2 separate regions of the Xenopus laevis genome follow, and region 1 is linked to region 2. Evidence: chromatin contacts called from public Hi-C data. All regions are on one chromosome and are shown on one strand. Each heading gives the region's core, a stretch centred on a gene start, on an enhancer-like site or on the middle of the called end of the contact. The rest is flanking DNA. Distances are from core to core; before and after follow the strand shown. Region 1 overlaps LOC121399188 (sodium/glucose cotransporter 5-like). Region 2 holds the start of grap.S (GRB2-related adapter protein).

The links. A called contact is a pair of places that touch in the nucleus more often than the background predicts.
Region 1: a contact with region 2 is called in a Hi-C map of the XTC cell line, with 5 times the contacts expected there. The contact joins the enhancer-like site here to the promoter of grap.S in region 2. A contact is called at or near these places in 3 of 4 Hi-C or Micro-C datasets (the XL177 cell line, the XTC cell line and animal cap).

Annotation. Positions count from the first base shown.
Region 1 is chr9_10S:103,378,200-103,381,765 of Xenopus_laevis_v10.1, forward strand. It overlaps LOC121399188 (sodium/glucose cotransporter 5-like), which reads right to left. Exons shown (of 15, transcript XM_041579161.1): 7 at 2,476-2,556. Among protein-coding and RNA genes, the nearest start is that of LOC121399188, 27 kb to the right of the region's middle. Within about 2 kb of position 2,287, at least 1 of the 7 cell types and tissues checked has an H3K27ac peak or open chromatin away from gene starts, as enhancers often do.
Region 2 is chr9_10S:103,251,961-103,255,798 of Xenopus_laevis_v10.1, forward strand. It overlaps grap.S (GRB2-related adapter protein), which reads left to right and starts at 1,958. Exons shown (of 6, transcript XM_018239292.2): 1 at 1,958-2,058.

The DNA.
Region 1 (3,566 bases), core at 1,037-3,536, 130 kb after region 2:
GATGTTTTTTTGGTTTGCCACCCTGTGGTCCCTCTGGCCTGGCCCATCGTCACAATTAAATTCAGGGGGTATGTATAAACGAAATAATCTTTGTGCCATCCTGCTATTTCTGTTATGAGCTTTGCCCAGGGCCCACCAAGGGCTTAAAACAGCCCTGCTGCTATGTGTATTGTAACATTAGAGCAGAGGGGGGCAGGACTGCAGCAACTTTCAATTTGTGGGTGAGGACACCTGCGTGACGTCACCACACGCAGGTTTATTTACAAACAAAGTGCAGAGCTGGAAGCTGGAGAGAGGTATTTTTTTAGGGCAAAGCAGAGCTGGTGCTTAAAGTGGACCTGTGGATTGGAGAGTGCCGGGTCAGCAGTGCCTCAACAGTCTGAAGATGGAAACAGCAGTATGTAAGTACTGCTGTTTTTATTATTTTGAGTGCCCTTTTGAAGGCTGAGAATTTGTACTTAACTACATACACTACAGTGTACCATATAAAGGCACAAGGCTGCAGGCTGAGTTATACAGGGAACTCTGAGTATCACTCATGTGTTATAAGGGATAATGTACCCCCTACTGTAAATGATAAGGATATTAGAAGTCACTGAGGGGTTCTGTGACCATATAAAGACACAAGACTGCAGGCTGAGTTATACAGGGAACTCTGAGTATCACTCATGTATTATAAGGGATAATGTACCCCCTACTGTAAATGATAAGGATATTAGAAGTCACTGAGGGATTGTTCTGTGACCATATAAAGACACAAGGCTACAGGCTGAGTTATACAGGGAACTCTGAGTATCACTCATGTATTATAAGGGATAATGTACCCCCTACTGTAAATAATAAGGATATTAGAAGTCACTGAGGGGTTGTTCTGTGACCATATAAAGACACAAGGCTGCAGGCTGAGTTATACAGGGAACTCTGAGTATCACTCATGTATTATAAGGGATAATGTACCCCCTACTGTAAATGATAAGGATATTAGAAGTCACTGAGGGGTTGTTCTGTGACCATATAAAGACACAAGGCTACAGGCTGAGTTATACAGGGAACTCTGAGTATCACTCATGTATTATAAGGGATAATGTAACTCCTACTGTAAATGATAAGGATATTAGAAGTCACTAACCAAATAAAGGCAGTTTTAACCCAATGTATGGGTCTCTCTCTCTCTCTCTATATATATATATATATAAAATATGCTTGTGTGTAAGTAAAAAGACCAGCACGCATTTCGTGTGGGCTGCTTTGATTTTTTTGCCAGGACTGCTTTTTACTCCCAGTCCGGCCCTGGTCAGATATTCATATAGAAATAATAGAATTCTACCTGTATCTGACGATTCAGCACTAACAATGGCCGATGTTTGGGTCCCTTCAAAGGCCCAATCAAAATTTTCCGTCCAGCACGATCGACGAACCGACCAATGTCCAAGTCTTCTGGACTATCTATCGGTCGGCTCTTTTCCCACCATACAATATTTTACGAAAAAAATTTTGTGCGATATTAACTAGCATATGCAAATTCGGTTCGGCCGGGCAGAAGGATTCGGCTGAATCCTGCTGAAAAAGGCTGAGTCCTGGCCGAATCCTGGATTCGGTGCATCCCTAATGTACACAGTACAGTGACTCCCCTCCATTGTTTTCTCCAGAACTGTATTTGTTTATTGTACACTAGTGTCTTTTATCGGGAATTCTTCTGAAAATGGTGAATATTTAACAGAAGTGGCATTACCCCGGGCCTACATTTTAGTTCCTTGTAGACACAAAAGAGACCAGTTAAAAATGAACTTTCCCTTCCTAAATCGACGCTAGTGACGAGTGAAAGGGGAACGCTGGTATATAGTAAATATATAAATATATTGTTCCTGAGAACTCAGAGATCATTGTTGCTGCTGATTATAGACCTGTATTATTCCATTCAGGGCCACCTTTAACAAACAACACCACCAAGTCGCTAGGCCCAGTTTCGGGCTGACTTCTGGGAAGTGGGTTATAACACTACAGGGGGGATATGGGAGGGCTGGGGCCAGAGCCAACCCCACAACAATGAGTGTAGGTTTAACAGGCAAGACTGCTGCTGTTTAATGCTGCCTCGTACACAGTTCTGACATTCTTTATAAGCCGTGTATCCCAAGAAAAGAGGGTAAATATTAGCTTGTAAGGCTCAGAAAATAAAATTCTGTTTGTTAAAGTGGGTGTGCGACCAAAGCTGGACTCAAATACCTACTGTATATACAGAACAATTAAGCAACAATCCTTGGCATCCATCTTTCTGGCATCAAGACATCCAGTAGAATAGGTCAGGCCTCATACACATGATAATTCTCATAGTCATAGTTCTATCAGCACTCCTTCTCCCTGACACCTCCAGCTAAAGGTTCATGAGGGTGCTGGGAGTCGTACATTTATTATGTTGTGTCCAAATCACTACCTAAGTTTCACAGCAGAATAAAATTCTTTCCCAGCCTTCCTCACCTGTGATTGTGAGTATAACGGCTCCGACGATCATAACGACTGTTTGCAGAGCATCTGTATAGATCACCGCAGCCAGGCCACCTAGAAAACGATATAAGGGGAATTAAAGCAATATAAAGGGAGAAGGGAATTCCTATATGAAGTGACACATTCTATAGGCGTAGTTGGAGACCTGTAAAATCTTCTTTAAAGGGGAACTATCTCGGAAATTTAAAATTTAACAGAAGCTTCATCATACTGAAATGAGAAACTTTCCAAATACAATCAATTAAACATTCGGTACCATTTCTGTAATAATGAAGTTTATCTTCACTATTCCTCTCTCAGCATCTGTTACTTTTTATTTTGTCTTCATGCAGGAGTTGGGTGTCAGATATTCATAGACAGTTAGATGCAATATGTTTTATAGAGGGGCTCCTTTTGCCTAGCAGATGTATTAGAGCTCTCTCAAATAACTGATTCCAGTACAAACAAAATCTAACAAAATAACTGCCTTTTGCACAAATCCTGCATGTAGAGAGACAGGATTTCTGGTGATTTATTAAATTCACCAGACATCATGTCTCTCTACATGCAGGATTTGTGCAAAAGGCAGTTATTTTGTTAGATTTTGTTTGTACTGGAATCAGTTATTTGAGTGATCTCTAATACATCTGCTAGGAAAGGGAGCCCCCCTATAAGATATATTGGATCATTCAGCTGACACCCAAATGCTGAATGAAGACAGAATGAAGAGAAACAGATGCTGAGAGAGGAAAAGTGAAGATAAACTTGATTATTTCAGAAACAATGCAGAATATTTAATTGATTGTATTTAGAAAGTTTCTTATTTCAGTATGAGGAAGTTTAAATTAAATTTTCATTTTTGCAATAGTTCCCCTTTAACTAAAGAAGCTTGTTGCCCAATGATAAAGGCTATGGCAACCTCCTAAAACACATGGAGAAGAAGCACACTGGAACACAAGACTGCAATTACAGGGTACAACCTTCCAAAATGTTTAATGCAGAAGTGCAACGTTTCAGGGGTCAAGCTTGACAAAGTGTTGTGTCTCGAAACGTTGCACTTCCGCAGAGGCCTCCTACTATACCTG
Region 2 (3,838 bases), core at 708-3,207:
CACCAAGATGAGTACAAAAATACTTAAAATTCAAGTCCATTATAGAAAGTCCATATGCAGGAGACGAGCCAACCAATATGAGCAGAAGACTTGGATATCGGCTTGTCGATTGGGCTGGCTGGAAATTTTTTATCGGGCACCTTTGAAGGCGCCCGACCCTCGCCCATTGTTAGAGCTGAATCTTCAGTTACAGGTAGAATTCTATTGTTTCTTCCTGTATATCTGACAATTCAGTTCTACAAATGTGTATTGAATCGAACAAAGTTTCTTGGAAAGTTCTTTTCCAGGAAATATTGTAATTGTTACATTTATGGCCAACTTTATGGCCAACTCCACTACCAGGATCCTCCTACTTTCTCCTGAGAAGTTCAACCCCAAGTAAAATCTTTGGCATGGCTTCTTGCTAAGCAAAGGATAGCATATGTAATCCTTCTAACATTCACAGCCCTTCACTCCTCTGCTCCTGGTTATATATTTCTTCTCTTGTCTCACTGTATGTTCCAAGTCTTCTCCTCTGCCACTTCTCATCTTTAAACCCTTCTATCTTGCTGCTCCTTATCTCTGGAATTCCATCCCAGAATTCATCCGTTATGAATGCCCTCTCATTCTATTCAAGAAAAAACTCTGACTTTTGGAGCACTAGAACATTAGTTAGTCTATAGCGACGAGCGAATTGTGGAACTGCGCCAAAAATTCACCACGCAGTTTTGCATGCAACAAAAATTTCACGTGGAAGAGAAAAATGTTGCCCTTATCTATCTATCTATCTATCTATCTATCTATCTATCTATCTATCTATCTATCTATCTATCATCTATCTATCTATCTATCTATCTATCTATCTATCTATCTATCTATCTATCTATCAATCTATCTATCTATCTATCTATCTATCTATCTATCTATCTATCTATCTAATCTATCTATCAATCTATTTATCCTATCTATTTATTCTCTCTCTCTCTCTCTCTCTCTCTCTCTCTCTCTCTCTCTCTCTCTCTCTCTCTCTCTCTCTCTCTCTCTCTCAGGTTTGGTGGCGGCCATGTTTGGCTGCATTGCTTCTTGTCCCTGCTTCTCTGGCTGACCAGAAATGTGAGTATTAGCCAGGACCAGGGGTGCATGCTCTTGTTAGGTGATCAGCTCCTAAGTGCCAGGAACCAGAAGTGATGCTGCCAAATATGGTGGGTCTCAATGTGCATTATTTGGAGTCCATATTGCCATAAGTGCCCTGAGAGCATTGCTACCCACTGTCCACTTGCACAAATGTCGGTGAATATCCTACCAGTTTCCAGGAGGGTTTAGGAATAAGTAAAAGCTCTGGCATTTCAAGTTTATCCTCTCCCCTGATAAATGGTTAGGGACCTATTTTGGCCTGTTCAATCAACCAAAAAGCTTTTTCCTGTTTTCTATCTAAATGAAAATGTTTGTATTTTCCATTTATAGAAAATATTATAGAAACATTTTTATTTATAAAAATTAATTTGGGCGTAAAATAGCCAAAAACCGGGCCAAGTGGTAAATGCGGTTGTTGGGGATAAGCTATATTTTTTAAAGTCTGGTGCTTTCACCAATTTGTATGAATGTGAACCACCCCTTTAATTCCCCTCTACCTGAAAGGCACCAGTCTGAGATTATACCTTTATATATGATAATAGCACAGGGCTGCACCGAACTGGCAGCAATGAATAAAGCAGTAATAACATTAGTCTTGATGGATCTGAGCAGAAAATCAGAGAATGGCTTCTAAAACTGGGATCAGAGCAACAAGAGACATGGCTGTTACTATATACTGTATATATATATTTATATAGAGAGAGAGTGATTATCTGTATTTGCTTCAATAACTCGGTGCTGCCACGGTGCAGTGTGTTTTATTTTGTGACTTCCTGTCACCTCTTTACCTAACAAATAAAACCCTTTAACTGTAAAATACCAGCCCTCTTCCTCTGTAAGCTCATCAGAGCATAGAGACAGCCTGGAGGCAGATAAAGTAATCCGTGCAGACGGGGGCATCTGCCGAATGGTTCCCAGCAAAGAGGCACGTAAGATCTTCTGAGGGTAAGAGCTTCTCACTGGTTATACCCCTCGGGTAGGTTAATATCAGGGTGGGGGGGGACAGCTTTAGGATGATGACGAGAAGCATTGTAAAACAACAGACTATTCACTAATAGATAATTGCAGAGGATATGGGGGGTATACTTTGAGATTTCAAGGAAGAAGGTGTTAAAGTCATAATGGCAAAAGGCATGGAAGTCTCTCCCTGAAATTGTTGTACCTGCAGATAAAATAATAATAGACTATTTTTAAAAAGTGATCCCGTTCTCAGTCTGGTAACTATAGGCCTGTTAGTTTGACATTGGTGGTAGGAAAGCTTGGATGAGATTAAAAGGAATACATTTTTGAATACTTTTCAAATCACATGGCTACGAGTTTGTGCCAGCAGTTGATCTTGCCAGACAATTTATTGCCTTGAGATCAGGATGGCAATGGATGTGATTTGCTGCCTTAGACTCTGCCAAAGCATTTGTTACAGTACCACACAAACGTTTCCCGATTATTGGCCTGCATTATATTATTTTTGCTTGGATAGAGAACTGGCTGAAGGATAGAGTACAAAAATGGTTGTTATTAGTGTTGTTAGTGGAGTACCACAGGGGTCTTTTAATTTTAACTTGTCTATTAATGACCTTGAGGTTTGTATTAAAAGTACAGTTTCTATTTTTGCTGATGATACTAAATTGTACAGAACTATAAGTTCCATGTGGCATGGTTACTAAGTAGCATGTGGCACTTTTGGCTAAAGACTGGGCAGTAAACTGGCAAATTTGGTTCAATGTTAATAAGTGTAAAGTTATGCACTTTGGTGACGAGCCCTAAGCTTAGCTTCTCAACAGCTGCTCAGAGCCCACTGAGCATGTGAGTGTCACAGACACTTTCCAAGATGGTGACCCCCTGTGACAAGTTTGAAGTCCTGGAACATTGCTGCTAATGAGAAGCTGAAAGTTAAGGCTGGTGCAATAAGTTCATTATTTAAGAAAGACATTTTTAGCCGTATTCATTTTTATGATTTAGTTCTCCTTTAATTGAGATGGATTTGGGAGGAGGAGGTTGTGGATAGCAAACTGTGCAACTCTAGGCCACTAAAGATGGCAGTTGGATCGCTTCGGAAAATGAAGCAATCCGAGTGACATCCCGCCGGCGATTCACATTCTAGCCAGAGGGAAGGCATTTCTGGGAGATTAATCTTAATCTTCCCAAATAGCAGTGTAGGGGCCCATAGGGTTAATGTGTCCCTATGTCTTTAATTCCCTACACCTCCTAATCTCCCTAGTTGCTGGGCCATGTAGCTAGATGTAATTTGCATAGCTGTGCTATTGGCCAGGAGGAGCTGTGACCATGTCCTCTCACAGTCTGGTATATCTTTGGCCTCTGGATGTTGATCCAGCTGGGTGTGCCCAGGGGAGCCTGGGTACAGCAAGGCCCAGAAAAGCCAAGTGCTCTAGAAGGACCTCTGGAGAGATAAGTCTGGGAGCAGGAACCCTGTGAATGAGGTTCGCTAAACAGAGTTATATCTGTCATAGAATCTCTAGGAGAATAAGGTAGAGAGGACAGATAGTAAGAGCAGTTGGAGCTCCATCGAGGATTGTAGTAGGGAGTAGCTTCCCAAGACTTTTGAATTGCCTAGAGTGAAGGGGCCACAGTGGATAGTAGAAGGTTCTCCCTGACCACTCCACTGGGTGGGAGCCGGATCACTTTGAGGTATATTGCAGAAGAAAATGGATGTACTACTTGACTACCTTGCCTGATGGAAGTCACTGCTGTGTAATGTAACCTGTTT